Regions from separate parts of the Hordeum vulgare genome. Here region 2 is linked to region 1. Evidence: chromatin contacts called from public Hi-C data. All regions are on one chromosome and are shown on one strand. Each heading gives the region's core, a stretch centred on a gene start, on an enhancer-like site or on the middle of the called end of the contact. The rest is flanking DNA. Distances are from core to core; before and after follow the strand shown.

Region 1 (2,700 bases), core at 48-2,547:
CAACAATAGTTTATTTTACTGCTGCTCATCATCCATGCTACTCTACGCCACACCATAGCCACATCCCATAGTTATGTGTGTGTGCGTGCCTGCCTCTGCATTGCCTGCATGCATGCATGCACTGTACTCCCTCCGATCCTCTTTAGTGGGCATTATTTTTTCTCCCATGCACAGTGTAGCTCGCATGCAAGACTTAAAAACGAGCAGAGAGGGGCAGTGACCAGTAGCAAACAGTAGCTGCGAACAGCGGCGCATGCCTGCATGCCTGCCTGCATGATGCGAACAGTAGCGCATGCATTGAAACGCCATGCGCCTTGGCGTTGCTACATAGCCTGAAACGCCATGGGACTTGGCGTTTCTATATAGGCTACAACGTCCAGCAGACTGACTTTTGAATGTAGGTCAGAAACGCCACGTTAGACTGGTGTTTCTACGTGGAGCAGCAACGCCACGGACTCTGGCGTTTCTAAAAAGGGTCAGATTCGAAAATATTTTCAGACTGAGTTCATTTTATGCTCATGTTTACCTGTAAGGTCAAAACAGTGAAAAAATCCGGCAGAGGAAGACCCCGATGACCACGACATCGCCCTGCCCACCGCCGTACGCCGACGAGAAATCTCCAATCGCCCCTGCGTCTCCGTGCCGCCGCCGTGCAAACCCTAGCTAAGAAGAGAAATCCCCAATCGATTTATCCCACTTCCAACGTCCCCATCTGTCAGCGAGGGCCCACCAGTCAAAGGATCCCGGTTGACTATGCCACGTAAGTGTTTTTCTACCCAAAACCACTCCAGGGTTTAATTTAGACTAAGATTTGACAGTTGAGAGTGCTGATTTTAGGGATTTGAACTTCGGGGTTCGATTTCGCTAGCCTCTATGAGTTCAAGGTTCATTTCAGATTTTTTTTATTAATATATGATATCACCCATTACAACCAGCGTGATACTACTCATTACGACCAGCTTAAGGTTATAAAATAAAAACTTCACCAAATGATGACAGTGTAAGGACTTGATGTGAGAAAACTTGAAAAGCCGATGCAAATGGACGGGCCCTCGGTTCATTCGGCCGGCGCGGACGACACGAGGTGCATTCGAGAAGCCCCGCTTCTGAAGAACGTGGCCGGACCCCACCAACCATCGTCCTCCTTTGTACCGAGTACCGACACGGTGAGCGCCACAGCATTTTCCGAGGACACAAGCAAGGCACATCTAGCCGCAAAAACTCGGAGCCCCGGCCCGCAAACAAGTTTCGCTCGCTGAGGCCCCACCCGTCATGTTCGCTCCCCACGAGGTTCGTCTGCTCCCCGCGAAAGTCTTATCAGTTGCGCCCGCCCTCGACCCAATCCACAGGAAAGGAGACAACGCGAGGCGACCACGCGGCACGAGCGCACGAGCACGATTCTTCCGGTGCGTCGCGCGGCGGCCTGCACCTCCACATCCGCGGCCGTGCCGACTCCGCCTCCATGGCGTCCGTCTACACCGCGCCCCGCGCGCCGCTGCCCGCCGCGGCCGCCTCCTTCCCCTCCTCGTCCTCGCGGCAGCCGGACCCCAACCCTAGCCGGTTCCTCGCCGCGCACCGCGGCCAGCGCCTCCTCCGCGTCCGCCGCCTGGCGGGCGCCGCGCCGACTCGCCGCGCCTCCGACGCTGCCTCGGTGTTTCGGTGCAGCGCGCGCAGCCCCGGTGCGGACCCCGGCGGCGAGCGACGCCGAGGCTGGGACGCGCTCTTCCACGACGCCTTCCAGGGCGCCGTGCGGCGGTGGAGCGAGTACGTCGGGAATTACTGGCCCTCGGTACACCCCTCGAAGGAGGCGGGTCGGTCGACGGGAGCGGAGAGCTCTCACGAACTGGAGGAGAGAGGGCAGGGAGTGGAGGAGGACGGCGAGGAGGTGGACGTGATGCAGGAAGAAGGGAAGTGGAGCTGGGAGAGGTGGAAGCAGCACTTCGCCCTCGTTCAGGAGAGCGAGCGCCTTGTTGATGAACTTCAGGTTGATTTTTCTCACTGATCAGTCACTACTTGTGAATATGGATGAGGTTTGCACAGAAAGCACCGTTATCGTCTTTTTTATAACATGTGATTACGAACATGGAACGTTTAGCAGTACAAATGTCCTCCATGGACCATGCCCGAATTCCATATTGCCCTTTTCTGCCGGACCATCTATACTTGACTTATCCTAGGAACTAGTAGGTTCTGAAGAAATTTAGGAAATGCGATACTCGATAAGCTCAATTGATGACGATTAACTGTTCCGAAGAAACTTACTCCTTAGGGAGCTGAAGCACTACTGAAGCAAGGCTCAAACTTAAACTGGCTTCTTTGGAGTGACACATTTTTTTCTCAAGTATCAACATGAATTAGTCGCCAATTTTTTTTTTTTGGTGTGTCTTGGAACTACTAATGTCGTGTTAGATCAATCCATTGATGGTACGCTATATCTTGGGCTTAGCACCATAATGTGTTCCATTTATGGCCTATGCCATCTGTTACCATGCCAACAACATGTGAGAGATACCGTGTCTACATTTGTATTGAAGGTTTGCAATGCTTATACCGCTATACACTTTCGTTAATAGGCTCAACGGTTTAATAGATTCACAAAGCATGCATCATACTGCTGATAGGCTCAGTGGTCTAATAGATTCACAAAGCATGCATCGTACCATTGATAGGCTCAGTGGTCTAATAGATTTACAAAGCATG
Region 2 (2,832 bases), core at 41-2,540, 150 kb after region 1:
GAATGAATGAGACCTCATGGATGAAGAGTTCGATAGCGAGTCCGACGCCTAGAGGAGTCCGAGTCAGTCTTGCGATCATGGAGTCCGTCGTTGTATTATTTCACCTCTTCCGCCACCACGAATAAATCGTCAAGCCTCACTCTGACGCTTGGCGCGTAGTAGAACTTATGCCATGTCACTTCACTCATATGTGACATGCCCACTTTATTACGAGCAGTAGAGTTATGCCATGACCACTATAACATATCCATCCTTATGAGACTTTGAACGTGTTGTAATAAACTGTAGAGCAACCTCCGCTCTACTCTGTTTAATATTAAGTAGTACTAGTTTCTGTATCAAGATTGGTCTATTAGTGGGAAATATTTTTCTACACTGGTGACATTCATGGTTGATTTTCTACAAATTTATTTTATTTGGAAACCGGTCCTGACAATATACAACACACATATTGTATTGTTGACACTAAGGATAAAATAATTAGTTTTTTTTATCACACGTGGATGATAGTTTTACTATCTATGTTATGTCATTATGCTTATTGCAATGTTGTGTTTATCATAAACTTAATACTTCAAGATGCATGTTGGATAATGGTCTTAGGGTGGAATATTAGTTGTAGATGCAGTTGAAGAATGGTTTACATATCATAAACGTAATACCTACATAAGGTTGCACCATGAATGACCATAATGATAAATACTAATATTGCAATTTAATCGTTGTCCAATTGTCATTTGTTTATCACTCTACACTTGTCAACTTGGAGAGATGTCATTAGTAAACCTATGGCCCGTGGGATGTATTTTAATCTTGTAACTAGGAGGATAGAAAGCTTGACAACCTTTTCACGTTTTGGGAATTACCCAACCACTTGCACAAGAGAGCAAGTAGGACGATGTGGTCTAGCATTCTGATGTAAAAAAGACGTCCGGTCTATCTCCATATCTGTCCCATATATGACTGGATATAAGGGGTGCCAGTCAACCCAGATGTATAGATGGTGTTTGAGAAACTTAAAAAAAAAACTTTTGGTAAGAACTTTCTCTTCTAAAAACAAGATCAGTTTGGCCGAAATACAGAACGAGCCAACCATCCGAACTGCAAGTCAGAAAACAACAACATCCGAAGTGCAATAACTGTATAAGCCAAGTGATATAGTAGCGGCCAGCTCAAACCATATCTGAACCGTCAAACTGCGGAACGTTTTTCTTTTACAAGTTTGGAGCTGAACTGTCAAATGCTTCACAAGAGGAGACGGAGGAGTGCCACGTTTCTTTTTCCTGCGTCCCCTTCTCCCCCGACCCCGAGCCGCGTCAAACAAAACAACCTCGTGGGAGCTCTCTCTCTCTCTCTCCTCCGCACCCGGCCTCCCCTCTCCTCCCTCCCTCCCTCCTCCCCGGTCGCCAATTCCTGCGCCATCATCCACCCCCCACCCCCGCGGCCGCCGGAATCCGCCGCATCGGACGGCGAGCCCGCGGCGCCCCGCCCGCGAATCCGGGCCGCCCGCGCCCAGATCCGCCCCCAGCGGCGCCCCCGGATGTCATGAGCCGCCCCCATTTGCCCAAAGACCACGCCTTTCCGCGCGCGAATGGGTTCTTCGACGGCCGCCTCTGCGAGATCGAGGAGGCGGACGCCGCGGCCGCCCTAGCCGCCGCCGACCAGTCCTGGTCGGGGTCCCCGTCGCAGTCCACCTCCCCGTCGTCGGCGTCGTCGCTGCCCATGTCGTCGTGCGGCCAGTACATGCTGCACCGGGTCGGCAAGTTCGACACCCTCGCCGGCGTCGCCATCAAGTACGGAGTCGAGGTAATGCGACGGGACTGCTCTTTTATATTACTATACATTGGAATACCAGAAGGGGATATAAAATGTAACAGTGTTTAACTTCTAGCTGCTTCAGGCAGAGGTAGCATATTGACGATGATAAGGTGTTTGAATGATTTGTGTATTTTGACGCGTAGGTAGCCGACGTCAAGAGGCTGAATAGCCTCTCCACTGACCTCCAGATGTTTGCCCACAAGACACTACGGATTCCGCTCCCGGGAAGGCATCCTCATTCGCCTTTCCAGCAGAATGGTTCATACGAGTGTGGTGACAGGTATAGAGAATAATAGTTTTTGCGTTAGTATGTTGCTTACCTTTTTCTTCTGGAAAGGCATTAACATGTTGTTACTTTTAAGTCATGCCGTTAGTGAGTTGGCACGTCGCAGTGCTGTTTATCAAGTGTTCAGCTTAGTGTTGTGTGTATCGATAGTCAAGAACTGTTACTACATCGCTTCGAGTTTTTTCAGATGTGTATCAGGATCAAATGAGTATTCTGCATTGCATTTTATCTGAGTGCTGGTCACGGTAGTTCTGGATCGGCTATGAACTACTATGATACTATCATCATGTCATGCAAAGTTGTAGCGTTAAGTGAAGCTGGAATGCAATGGGAGTATCGTCTCGTAGTCTCATGCAAAGTTATCTTATCGTTTCAGCACCTCCTTAGACACTTGAAGTATTGCCAGGATTATTACCTTATTTAATCTTAACCATGTCTCTTGTACGAAACTAAGGTTTTTCTTTTGCATGAAGCTTTTCCTTCACGAATGCATGCATGATGTAAGTCGTTTCACGTTATAGAAAGAGTTGGAGTTGCAAAAAAAATCATTAGCCAATTTATCCCTGCGACGTGCCATTAACCAGTTTGGCGGTTACTACATAACTTCAGAATTTTGGATTCTGACTGTATGAGTGGATGATTGCATGTTTATTTTGGCAGTATTTGCCTGTGCTATCAATTTCCATGCCCTACAGTTCATAAATTGACCATATTGTGCATAAGTTAAG

What was found. Hi-C and Micro-C count contacts between places; a contact is called where the count stands out from the background.
Region 2: a contact with region 1 is called in a Hi-C map of leaf, with 5 times the contacts expected there. The contact joins the promoter of LOC123431717 here to the promoter of LOC123431696 in region 1. A contact is called at or near these places in 4 of 6 Hi-C or Micro-C datasets (leaf and seedling) and 1 of 1 datasets of contacts at active chromatin or transcription factors (embryo).

What each region holds. Positions count from the first base shown.
Region 1 is chr1H:293,564,388-293,567,087 of MorexV3_pseudomolecules_assembly, forward strand. It overlaps LOC123431696 (protein EXECUTER 1, chloroplastic), which reads left to right and starts at 1,298. Exons shown (of 13, transcript XR_006623300.1): 1 at 1,298-1,984.
Region 2 is chr1H:293,715,116-293,717,947 of MorexV3_pseudomolecules_assembly, forward strand. It overlaps LOC123431717, which reads left to right and starts at 1,291. Exons shown (of 3, transcript XM_045115352.1): 1 at 1,291-1,806; 2 at 1,962-2,098. The coding sequence starts at 1,546.